3 separate regions of the Gossypium hirsutum genome follow, and regions 1 and 3 are each linked to region 2. Evidence: chromatin contacts called from public Hi-C data. All regions are on one chromosome and are shown on one strand. Each heading gives the region's core, a stretch centred on a gene start, on an enhancer-like site or on the middle of the called end of the contact. The rest is flanking DNA. Distances are from core to core; before and after follow the strand shown. Region 1 holds the start of LOC107945835 (RING-H2 finger protein ATL20). Region 2 holds the start of LOC107893693 (ethylene-responsive transcription factor ERF061). Region 3 holds the start of LOC107945842 (endoglucanase 6).

Region 1 (4,105 bases), core at 22-2,521, 430 kb after region 2:
AAAAAATTAAATATAAATATGGATAAAAATTTTGACACTCCACTTATTTCTAGAGGAATGTAGTCAGGATATCGAAGGAATATTACCTTAAAAAAAATATTGAAGGAATATCCGTGAAGAAGAAAGGTGATATCTGCACATTTGAAAGATCCAATGTAGTTTGCATTCCATCGGTAAATCCTAATTCTAATACCAAATTGTTCTATATACTCCCCACATCACCCTTCTTAACAAGCTTCCGGCTTCCACTTTACCAATGGAATGCAAAGATGAAAAACTGCTCTTTTAACTCAATTACCATTATTGGTTATTACACTTCAAAGTTTATGCATGTTTTTTTCTCACTTTTAACCTTTTTGCATTAAAAAAAACACACATTTAAACGATTAAAGAAAAAGACAGCCTTACTGTTGTTGAGTAGAAGATGTTAATGAAGCATACCGTGTTTAATAGCACTGTCGCATCCGACCTGCAAGCCTGCACCAACATTCTCGAATAGGCAAGTTCCTTGATGGCTTTCACACCAACGGCAATCAGGTTGGTTCCACCCCAAAGTCATACCGTCCTCCCACCAATCTGTTGACATTGGGACCATAACCTTTGCTATCTCCAAACACACCGACGTCGATGGGGTATAACCATCCGTCGGTATAGCAACGACATAAAAGTTGAACCCACTAAGACATGGAATTTTTAAAACTCCAGGATATTGCACCATGGTTGAACAGTTGTAAAAAGTGTAGCTTTGAGTGTTTACTGACATAAAAGGAGAGCCTGAGAGATTAAGACCCTGAAGAAGAATTCTCGGGAGGCAACCTACCGAGTAGCCTAGTTGCAGTACTTGTTGGGCGTAATCGATATGGAAGACGCTGAAGTTACCGGCATATGGGAAAGTGAGGATGGTTACGTCTTGTGTCGTCTCCTGGAATTTGCAAGAGAGTTTAAAGTCTTGATAGCCGCAGTATTGGGGCTGGTCTATAAGCCTGAAAGGGAAGCGAATAGTTTGAGATCCGCATAGGGTAGAACAAATTTCTAGGCTTATTGATGGTTGAAAAGAAAAGAAAATGATGATGAACAAGAAAGGTTGAATGGAAATCGAATCCATTCTTTTAATAACGTAAAAGAAGTCCATTCATGTAAGTAGTTAGTTTAGAGGATTATAAACAACGTAGAGTTTGTTCTTGCTTTTTTGGCAGATTAAACTTCTAGACCTCGAGTTGGCATGTCAGAAGAAACTGAAAAACAATATTTAGCTGTCTACTATGTTGTATTGTTTTCACCGACGAAATTTATTCCTTTTTTTTTGTGTTTTCCTAGTCACCCTCAATTGTTTTGGTAGGTGTTGATAATGAATAAATAAATAAATAATCATAATGATGGGTTTGGTTTTCACTTTATTTCTTTAACATTGATCCCATACAGAAATTATACACAAAGAAAAATAAGTAAATTAATCATATGTTATGATGAAGATGAAACAATAGGAGCTAATGTTTGCGGGGTATTACGGCACAAGGGGCATGCAGCATTCAATTTCAGCCATTCGTCGATACAAACGGCATGAAAATAATGCTCGCAATCTGGAATAGTCCTTATCATCTCTTTAGCTTGGTATTCACTAAGGCATATTGGGCAAGTATTATCATTAGGCCTCGGTAATCGCCGGCTTTCACCCAGCAATGTTACTGGATACGCCTCGATGGTTTGTCCATCGAGACCTTTGACGGAAGCATCTAATCTTGGGGTGGTCGACAACAGTTCTGGCTGATTTGGATGCCGATTGTTGTAGTCTTCTTCAACCTTGTTGCGGAGGTAAATTACTAAGCCGACGATGAACAACACCGGTATTCCAGCACCAAACATTATACCGTATTTAGCATGTCTTGAAAGACCTAAAAATAAATATTGAAACATATATCTTCCTTATTTTATTTGATCTTTTAAAAAAAAAAAAAGAAAAAAGAAAGACGCAAGTATGAAATTCAATCGCCGCCTGACGTGGTTGTGGGAGCATGAAAGCGATGCCTCACCAACAGATTGAGAAGTGGATAGCAATTTTGAAATTTTCTTTCTGTATGTCCCATTTTTATCTTTCCTCACATTTTCCATTAACTACCATTAACTAGTAAACCTCACGCAAGTATATATATTTTTATATCACCATTGAATGTGGGTATTATGTATTAATTACTTTTAGGGTGTACTTGAATGATTTTTTTATATAATTTTATCAATTTAATTGAATTGTTTGGATAAATGTACTTTTGTAAGTAGAAAGAATTTTAAACAATGAAATTTGATCAAATAATTAAATAACAATAATAGAAAAAATAAAAAATGGCATTATGATTATTATTAGATTTGTAAAAAAAATAAGGGATAAAGTAACATTTAGTCCTTCAATTTGATAATTTTTCTCACCTTGGTCCTTAAACATTTTTTTTATTTACTTTAGTCCTAGAACTTGACGACTTTTCCTAATTTGATCTCTTAACTTGGCTTCTCTTAAAGTGTGATGACATGATACATTTTCATACTACCACATCATTACATGAAAAATTTTAAAAATTTATAATTCAAAATTTTTTGTATTTTTAGATTTTATATAATTTTTTTTTAAAAAAGTAGGTGATCACATCATCACACCTTAATGGAATTCAAGTTCAAGGGCTAAATTAAAAATTTATTTCCAAATTTTGAGACTAATTTGAACAAAAATAAGTTTAGAGATTAAGTTGAAAAAAAATTACCAAGTTTGAGAACTAAATAAAAAATGAATAGATATATAACATGGTAAAAAAGAAAAAAAAATAATTAGAAATTAAAACATTGGTATAAAATGACACAATAAATACTAATTTCTTAGTAAAAATCAAAAGCATTTCACAAAATCCATATCTAGAATTGAAAAATCTAATTTTTATTTTAGCAAATACTAAAAAAATACTTTAAAATTCTCCTTAGTCCTTACAAATAAATTCCTCATCCAAATAATGTTTAGCAAGGCTTGAATATATTTATGGTAGCTGAAGATATATACTTTTTTTTTTTCACTGCAACTATATTGCAATATTTTTAACTAAAATCTCCATAATTTTTCACCGCAAAATAGAAACATACCATTGGTAAAACCAACGGAGCATCCAACATCCAGGCCGGTCTCACTCTTGAACATGCAGTTCCCTGCTCCATTTTCGCACCTCAGGCAATTCGGTTCATTCCATGTCAACATAAGACCATTCCCAAGATTCGACCAACCCGTTCAGGAAAACGGAACCAAAACCGTCGCTATCTCTAAACACGACGTTGACAATGATGCCGACGAATCGAGTCGGGCCGCCGGTAGAGCCACGACATAAAAGTTTGTGCCGCTGAGACAAGATATATACTTTGCTTGATGAAGTTGTGTTGATGCAGCGGCGGAGGAATTGAAAAACGTGAAGCTTCGAGGATATAGCAAATCAAAAGGAGTACTGGATAGGTTAAGTCCATGAAGGAGACGTTTGGGGGTGCAATGATCAGGGTCGTTGAGCCATATATTTTGGAACAAATAGTCGATGTGTACGACATTGAATTCTCCGGAAAATGGAAGCGAAAGGACAGTTTGGGCTTGGTCCTTGCATGAGAGATTGAACCGGGGATAGCCACAACGATCGGGTTGGTTGCTGAGACGGAAAGGGAAACGAACCAATTGATTCCCACATGAAACACGGTAAATTTCAACGCTTGCTGATGGCTGAAGAGAGAAAAAAAAGACGATGAATAAGATGGTTTCAAATAGAGTCATTTGGTGCTCACCGGAAAACTAAGTAAAAAAAACCTTCAATTTTCCTTTTAAGCTTTCTCGAGTTAGTTGGCACCCTCGGTTAGGTAATTTGCGAGAGACTCAACTATTACACAATGGTTAAATTATGATACTAGTCTCTGTGCTTTACTAAAGTTGTATATTTAATCCACGTTATTTGATTTGGTCACTTTTAGTCTTTATATTTTTTAATTTTTAGAATTTCAATCCTCTCTAAGCGATAATTGTTAAATTTATTAAATTCTATTGTTTCTAAAATCTGATACGAAAAATATATTATCATTTGTATAATGACATGTG
Region 2 (4,305 bases), core at 608-3,107:
TAAAGGCATGGCCGTGGCTCTAGTGTTTTCAGGATAAGGGAGTGATCTTATTCGCAACCTTTGCTCAACTTCACCTGCTTGGTTTAAAACCCTATCATGTCCTTTGATAGTGAAATGGTGCTTGTGGAAAAATAGACATGATAAGAAGTGAGGGAATTTTTCATTCACATTCTCAAGGTCCCACATATTTGTAATAATCATGCATCACCTTGAAAATATATTACTCCGGAATTTTTATTTATTTATAAGCGTTTCAACTCCCATTCAAGAAAGAAAACATTCTTGTTCCTAAAATCGAAGACACTGAACAACAGGACATCACTACAAGGTAGTAAGAATCCCAACAAAATTACCATTTACACTATTTAAAAGTCTCTCGGTTTTTAACAGCTAAGTGCTGAAAATTCTCGCTTTTTTGGTGAAAAAATAAATAGAGAAAGTGGAAATCCTAATTGGCAAGAATATCCCATATCAATTCAGCATCAAAAGATGGCATTCTAGCAAGCAAACAGTCCTCGAATTGGGGTTCCTCTGCCATCATCATTGGATAATCGTTAGAAACAGAGGAGGGCGAGTTCTCACATCTCCAAAATCCACCATCAGACACACTGTCACTGAAAGCCACAGGCGATAACGATGATGACGATGAACAGGATTCCGTCACCTTAACTGTTTTGTCAGCTTCTGCGGGACGATCCTTCTTGGCTTTCTTTTTAGCCCTCTCTCTTTTCACCTTTTGACAAATGGCTTGAATCTTAGCATCCACCGAGTTCTTCAGAGCACTCAAACGAGCACCATCTCCAAAGCCCAACTTGCTGGGATCCTTGATGTTTTGGAAATTCAACCTTGCATATTCCCCTCTAAGCTTATACGCCGCACGATCATACGCATAAGCAGCGGCTTCGGCTGTTTCGTATGTGCCTAACCAGATTCGCATTCTGTTCTGTGGGAGTCTGATTTCGGCCACCCATTTACCCCAGTGTCTCTGCCTCACCCCCCTGTATTGCTTCTTCTTTTCAGGACTCAAATAGAAGTTGCTCGTCGATGCGGGGTTTGGATAGGTCGGAATCCGGTTCATTAGCGAGTTGCCCGAAAACGAAGCGTTTCCGTTGTTCTCTTGGCTGAACTTTTGAAGGAGCTCTCTCTGGCGGAGATAGACTGAAGAGCCTATTGGCTCGTAAATACAGTTGGTGGTGATGGCGGTTGATGTTGTCGTCGTTGACGGTGCGCAATGAGAGAAGATTGAATCTAAGGTATTTGACCCTCCTGACAATATCAACTGTGACAGTGAAGATCCAATATTAACAATATTATTGAATCCAAGAGGATGATTGATTTCTTGCATTTTTTTTATTCTTGATTTGAATCAAAACAGAGGAAACAAGGAGTATAAGAGTAAAATTGAAGAAAAACAGGGGCGCTAAAAAAACTGACCCTTTTTCCTTGTATAAACAAAAGAAAAGAAAGTGAAATTCTAGATAACAAAAGAAAAAGAAAGTAGGGTAATTTGGTTAAGGAAATGAAGAAATCTTGGGTTGAACAAGAATTTTGGTTGGGAGGAAGAAGAAACCCAGATGGTATATGGTGAGAGCCAAGGGTGAGGTTGGTGGTATTTATAGCTGTGGTGGACAGTAAAGCTAAAGCTTAGGATTTTACTTTTAGATATAGAGCAAGTTTGAATTCCGGTCTAACGAAACTTTGAATGGAACTTTAAATGGGTTGCGATGTGTTTAGGCTATAATATTATTTTAATATCTAATTTTATTGTAATAGTTGTTTTTACATTAATCGTATTACTTATTTAAAGGAATCTTAAGTTAATTGGGAGGGCATTGCCATGCCTTCCTTTCTCCCTTCTTCTTATGCAACTCGAGTTATTATTATTATTTTTGTTTGCCACCAAATTTATTATACTAAAATTTCATGGATGTGTTTTTGCATGAGGTGCAAATATTGTTATAAAATCCGCCCATTCTTTTGAGCAAGAAGAAATAGGAGGAGTGTCCATGAAAGGGCAAAAAGAAGAGGTCCCCCGCACAAAACTGCTAAAAAGCTACTTTTTGTATTTATTGCAAGAGGCAGAGCCAGCTTTGGGTTGTCAAAAGTTAAAACTCCTCTGCGCCACGCGTCTTATGTTATGCCCAGTTGTCCACCACGCTACGCTTTTCATTTTTTTGGTTTCAAACTCTGCACAAAATTCCAAAATCCCATTCAAGTCTGAAACCTTCTCTCTTACTGCTTTTTACTTTCAATGTTCAAAATTCCATTATTATTTTTGTTTCTCTTGATACTATAACATGTTCAAAGATTTAAATATATGTTAAAAAGTCTTTCAACATAATACAATTGGGGTTAAATAGGAAACATCCAAATAACTGAGAACCTAAATTTGTGGAGAGAAGAGATGTTGATATCTCATTTCCAGACCAACAATGTTTGGCAGCACATGGTGAGTTACGTTACCCTTTGGAAAGTATTATTATGAGTAATTGATCCTTACCTTGACATAAAAAGCAAACACAAATTTACTAGAACTAGAATGCCGCCTGGACTTGATGATTTCATTCGCAAATCCAATGCTTATAGCTTTGTAGAAATTAAATTGCGGGTCATGCTGTAACTTTTGCTGGATTGCACTTTGTATTTATCTAAATAACCCAAAGAAGAAACCGAGGGAGAGCGAAAGAAAAAGAAAGTTGATATATAAAAACGAGGATTGATTGAATGAGGTTAAAAGACTTTTTCTACATGAAATCATAGAGGTTGTCATCATTATCAATGTGGGATCCAAGCTTGGTATGGAGCATTAAAGACGTAAAGGTAGAGTTTGAAAAGCCAATATCTATAAGTTTCTTCTTTTCTTTTCTAGTTTGTATTTTCGGGGATGACAAAGCTCGTGAAAGATACCCCATCTGCTGGACTGACCTCAAACGGGAAATAAAGGGTATTGCTGTATTTTGCATGTGAAAGAAACCTAACCATGCCTCACAAGTCAATCCTCAATTCATGTTACGTTGTCTCCAACTTCTCTCTCTCTTATTTCTTTCTAATTTTATCTCATAAAATGGATAACATCTAATGTGAGATTTTATTATAGTGTGATCATGTTAAATCCTTTTTAAATTAATTGTTGCATCAAAAATTAAGAAATTATGCTAATGGCTTAGAACATGTTAAATCAGTTACTTTTCTTTGAAAATTATTTTATATTCTTATTTCAACTGTTAATTTAAAAAGATCTCATATAATTCTATTGTAATGGAATTTTTAAATTAATGCTTTATGTGATATAATTTATGACCCTTTTTATATTATATAAGTTATAATACGGAGCCAGATCAAAAAAAAAAAGTTATAATACGGAGATAGAAAAATATCTTTTAAATGTTGAAATTAAAATAATTTTTTTGTTAAATTAAATTTAAAAATAACTATATGAATGAGTTTGTTTGTTCATGTTTCTAGTGTTAGGAGTAATAATGATTTCCTTTTCTTTTCAATAGATTCATACATAAAGACTCGGTAGCCAAGTCTATGGGTAGCTAGAAGAAATTAATTTCCTCTTACTCTTTTTTTTATCCAAGTTAGAATCTTAATGTGGCAAAACGAAGTTGTTGAAATAAGTTCATACTCATTCTTTTGACTTAGTCACCTAAGATAAAATTCTTGACGAAAGGATGAAATTCAGTTGCAGAGGCCTTCACTTAAAAGAAAAAGAAATCATTTTGAGTGTGGGACACTTGAAAAAGTTGAGATTTGGCAGTATGGTTGGCAGCTAGACAAGTCAGTGTGCAGGGCGAGGGCGACGCCGACCAAGCCAGTGGTCTAGCCTCAACTTTTATGCTTGCTTGTCTACTGACACGTGCCTAAAGAGTGTGATTAGCAAATTCTCGTGATTTCATATCATTACTGGTAAAGATTTTCTCGGGCGCACCATTGGCCAACTGCGGCTGCATACGACGCTGCTTTCTTTAGCCAAAGAAGTACAGTACGTCATGTCACCAACAAATTGATGTCACGATGACAAAAGCTTCACAATTTTTTTAGAAACATATTATTGTCCAGTTGAAACTTATAGCATTTTATTTTTGTAGATAAATGAATGTGTTTTTTTTTTCTGGTAAATTAATTTGATATGTCTTTGTTAATATTGCGTTAAATGGTATTGTAAAAATGTAATGAATGAGGATAAATTTTGAATTAAAAATAAGTTTTTTTGTTAGTACTCTTAAAAAATAAAAATAAAATTATTCTTAAAAATTTAAAAATAAAATTTTAAATTCTTTTAGGGAAAAAGAAGTTTTA
Region 3 (4,716 bases), core at 552-3,051, 320 kb after region 2:
AGGGAGGCTGATCAAAAACTAACTCACCCGGACAGCCGGTGACTGCATTGCCTAGGTAGAACCATCAGAAGTCGTGATAGAACCGTCGTTAGCCGGTAATTGCGGAGGCTTGCCTCTTTGACTTACATACCGTACGTCTCCACTGTCCACATCTCTTGGTTTTTTAAAACCTTCTTATGATACTAAAATAAAAAACTTTTTTTTACTTTTTTGAAAGGGCAAAAGCAAAAGCAAGATGACAAAAATATTTTCGGCAACCCAAAAAAAAAAAAGAAAAAGGTTAATTTCCGGCGGAGACCGTTGATTGCTGTTGGGAATTAAGCGCTCTCTTTTTGACCTTTTAAATAAAATAGCCAAATGAAAATGGACATCTTGCACAGTTGATTTTACAAAGGATGCCATTGTTATTTTCTTGTCATATTGCCTACCTGATGCCGTCGGTGGACTCCTAATTTGAGAAAGAGAAAATAAAAATGGGGTTGTCGGGTTTGGAGAATCCTACTTACCATTATCAACAATTCCGGTTGATGCTGAGAAGTTTCCTCAATAATTAAAGCAATTATTCAAATTCCCTCTAATATTTAGATTTTAATTCTACATCCAATCGTCATAAAAACCTCAACCCCCCTTTTCTTTAGCTGGACAAAATAATGGCTTTTAGTTGAGAATTTAGGGTTACATTCAACTCCCTTCATCAATAATATATAACATTTACATTTATCCATTAATAATGCATCTTTTTCTTTATGATTTTCACATCAGTTCATTCTCCAAAGATATGTAGATTTATGTGTGGTCAATAAATTATACCTTAAAATTTATTGTTTATGATAATAATTATAATTTTTTTAAAATTTATATATATTATATATTATATAATTTTTTACATTTTTAATCAATATAATATATATAATATTAAAAAAATAAAAGAAACATGTGGTATATTCTAATAACACCTCATGATAAATTAATATCTGGTCAATTACCATCAATAATAAGTCAATGCCTACCATGGTCAATTAACATCGATCAATGGTCGATCATTATGACATTTTTTTCGTTGGGCAAAGTGACCTAACAAATATTTTTATCCAACATTACAAAATAGATAAAATAAAATAAAAATAAATTTAAGTATAGAATTGAGAAAATAAATATATTTTAAGAGATTTAAGTTAATATTTAAAATAATCATATTTAATACAATTCAAAAAGAAAAAAGAAAAGAAAATGTTTAAAATAATTAGGGTTAGATATGTACTATAATGGGCCTAATCAAGCAGTGTGGCAGCATCTGTAAAAGATGATCCAGGGTTTGCAATTTTCCCATACCTAATACGACAGGAGACGCAAACGGACAGGTCGCAGACTGCAGAAGCCAGATGATTAATTTAAAATAAAATAAAAATAAAAATAAAAATAAAAATAATTTGCATTAATTATGGGTGAACAAATTTCAAAACTTAAACCAAGTAGCCAAGTTTTGCAAAATCCAATTATGTCCACCATTTGTAACCCACAACAGGGTACCCTCTCACATGCTGTGCCCAACAGAGATTTAATGGAGCCGTAATAAACTTCATGCCTTAATTTCAGGGGCATTATTCCCAAGTGACAAACAATGTAAGTTTATTGGAGTGGAGAAGGCATAAAAAGAAATTTTATAGAAGAGTAAAAATCAGAAATTAATTTTTAATCATGTTTAGCAGCAGTTTCCCTGCCAAAAAGAACCATTAAATCCGCACCGACTCTACCCAGTAAAAGACTAAAAGCGCCAGGGACACCCACATGACTTTGTTCTTTCTCTTTCCCTCTCCTCCAATTATTATTAAAACTACTTTCAATTCACAATTTTTAATCTCCCTTGCTCTTCCTTCCCTCCACTCCACAATATATAGAGGCTTCAGCTCCTCTTCCAATTCCCAATCCCACTGCTCTTTCTCTCTTCACTTTCATTTCTATCGCCTCTTTTAACTCATTACATTTTTTTACCTTTTTCTCTTACTAGACTGCATTTTTTGTGTTCGATTCCAAATGGGTTTCTCTTTTTAGTTTTATAAACTTGAAGGAAACCCCACTCTGCTGCAGAAAGAGATCTGTTTTTGTTTGAACTTGAAACTTGAATTGTGTCTTTTGATAAGTTTGAATGTACATGGAGAAGTTGATGAGGCTGATTGAAATGACTCCTTTACTTCTGCTGCTTTTTCTTCCTTTTGTTTTTGCTGGACATGACTATAACCAAGCTCTGAGCAAGAGCATTCTGTTCTTTGAAGCTCAGAGATCTGGTTACCTTCCTCATAACCAGAGAGTTACGTGGAGAGCCAATTCCGGCTTGAATGACGGCAAGGCCAGTGGGGTAAGTTAAAGTTCCACTCTCAACTTGAACTTGTTTTCTCGGTCAAAACGTCACTTTTGTTCTTTGACATGCTTCATTTAGAATCGAAAATTATGGTATTGATGGTTGAAGTTGTTTTCACAAATTCTCAAGGTGGATCTGGTTGGAGGGTACTACGATGCAGGGGACAATGTGAAGTTCGGACTGCCCATGGCATTCACCATAACAATGATGTCCTGGAGTATTATAGAGTACGGGAAACAAATGGGTGCAAATGGAGAGCTCGGCCATGCGATGGAAGCAATCAAGTGGGGCACTGACTACCTCATTAAAGCTCATCCCGAACCTTATGTCCTTTATGGAGAGGTACTCTTCCCGACCTTCTTCCCTCCTCGTGTTTCTTGCCATTCTTAACACTCCATTATTTTGTCACTAATATGTCCAAATCCCTTTTTCAAATCTCAAACTTGATAGCAACACTTGGCTACTAATAAAATATTAGTTTGAATTTAATACTTCTAAAACTCAAAAGGACTCAATTAAAAATAATTAATTTTGGTGAGATCCATTTTAGGTGGGCGACGGTAACAGTGACCACTACTGTTGGCAAAGACCAGAGGACATGACCACCGACCGTCATGCTTACAAGATAGACCCAAGCAATCCGGGGTCGGATCTGGCAGGTGAAACTGCCGCCGCCATGGCTGCCGCCTCAATCGTCTTCCGCCGTTCCAACCCTGCATATTCCACCGAGCTTCTTCGCCATGCCTACCAGGTATACGTTTACGCAGTCTGTGTCTTCTCGCGTTGCTGGGACCATTGTACCTGCCGGTGCATGTTAGCTTACACTCTCAACCTTTTTTATCATAAGGTGATAGGAAAAAACGGTTGTTATTACGCAATCTTTTGTCGGCCTCAATTTCGCAACTTGGCGTGCCCAACCCTAGTTTTCATTTAATAAAAACAACCACCTCTGTTTACTTCTTTCTTCTAAAAAAATACTACCACTGTTTTGAGCCAGGAAAAATAAAAACCATTTAACCGTTGTAGTAGCTACTTTTTGGGTGAAACGGTGTCGTTCGCCAGATTCTTGTTAATGGTTTAAAATTGATCATGGGTAGAAGAGGTGGGTATAGTTAAATTCTATATCGCCCCATACTTGGCATGTTTGTTCCATCACCTGCCTCTTATAATTTTAAAAATCATTATCATTTTTATAAATTTGGCTTCAATTAAATTTTTAAATTTTTTATTTTTTTAAAATCAAGTAAATATTTATTATTTTCTATGTTAAGCTTTTAAAAATTTATAAAAAATAAGATGATAATTTTTTATAATGGAACGGATTGACCCCAGTGGATTGATGTCCTAATTTTATGACTCCTGGTGATGAGAACGCTTGACTTTGCTTTTGCCCCATCCATCACGGGTAATTAATCTTTTATGACCGTACAGATCTCTCGTACAAGCAGATCTTAACCGTTCATTTGTACCCCAAAATGGTCGCAATGAGTCATTTCGTTTCTCACGTGCCAACACTGTCGGTGCTCCTCCTGTTTAACTTACATCCCCAAATTGCCCTTGCCTCTTTCCTCAAATTGCTTCACCTATCCTATCCATACTCTTAAACAAAAATTTCAGTAGGTTTTACAATATAATTAATTTTAAATTTTGTTTTTGTTTTCAGCTATTCGAATTTGCTGATAAATACAGAGGTAAATACGACAGCAGCATCACAGTTGCCCAAAAATACTACCGATCCATCAGTGGCTACAATGTAAGCTTTTCTAAATTTTCTCAAAGCAATCAATTTGAGCAATTTATAGTTTTAATGGCAGAAAATAGCATGTTTACTGGTACGGTTTATTAATTAAGTTGGAATGTTATCGTGTAGGACGAGTTGTTGTGGGCCGCTGCATGGCTGTACCAAGCTAGTAACAATGAGTACTACTTGAACTATCTTGGCAAAAATGGTGATTCTATGGGTGGAACCGGTTGGGCCATGACTGAGTTCGGTTGGGACGTCAAGTACGCTGGGGTTCAGACCCTTGTCGCCAAGGTATTATTTCAATATCTGAATCTAGTACTTATTGGTTTCTTCAAGCTGCAAAATTCAACCTAGTAGTTTTCGTTTCCCTGTAGTTCTTAATGCAAGGCAAAGCTGGACTCCATGCACCGGTGTTTGAGAGGTACCACCAAAAGGCAGAGTACTTCATGTGCTCATTGATCGGGAAGGGTGGCCGTAATATTCAAAAGACTCCCGGGGGTTTGATTTTCCGACAGAGGTGGAATAATATGCAGTTCGTGACTAGTGCTTCGTTCTTGGCCACCGTGTACTCTGACTATCTCGCTTCCTCTAGGGGAAGCTTGAAGTGTGCTGC

Evidence for each region. Hi-C and Micro-C count contacts between places; a contact is called where the count stands out from the background.
Region 1: a Hi-C map of leaf shows a contact between it and region 2, with 2.7 times the contacts expected there. The contact joins the promoter of LOC107945835 here to the promoter of LOC107893693 in region 2. A contact is called at or near these places in 8 of 34 Hi-C or Micro-C datasets (callus, hypocotyl, leaf and 1 more).
Region 3: a Hi-C map of leaf shows a contact between it and region 2, with 4 times the contacts expected there. The contact joins the promoter of LOC107945842 here to the promoter of LOC107893693 in region 2. A contact is called at or near these places in 13 of 34 Hi-C or Micro-C datasets (callus, hypocotyl, leaf and 2 more).

The regions. Positions count from the first base shown.
Region 1 is chrA08:77,319,721-77,323,825 of Gossypium_hirsutum_v2.1, forward strand. LOC107945835 (RING-H2 finger protein ATL20) reads right to left here and starts at 1,272. Exons shown (of 2, transcript XM_016879982.2): 1 at 442-1,272. The coding sequence starts at 1,132. It overlaps LOC107945824 (putative RING-H2 finger protein ATL69), which reads right to left and starts at 3,952. Exons shown (of 2, transcript XM_041074681.1): 1 at 3,121-3,952; 2 at 1,362-1,892. The coding sequence starts at 3,232. The coding sequence ends at 1,462.
Region 2 is chrA08:76,890,311-76,894,615 of Gossypium_hirsutum_v2.1, forward strand. LOC107893693 (ethylene-responsive transcription factor ERF061) reads right to left here and starts at 1,858. Exons shown (of 1, transcript XM_016818750.2): 1 at 210-1,858. The coding sequence starts at 1,345. The coding sequence ends at 449.
Region 3 is chrA08:77,213,091-77,217,806 of Gossypium_hirsutum_v2.1, forward strand. It overlaps LOC107945842 (endoglucanase 6), which reads left to right and starts at 1,802. Exons shown (of 9, transcript XM_041074680.1): 1 at 1,802-2,356; 2 at 2,489-2,701; 3 at 2,910-3,110; 4 at 4,023-4,112; 5 at 4,230-4,394; 6 at 4,478-4,716. The coding sequence starts at 2,147.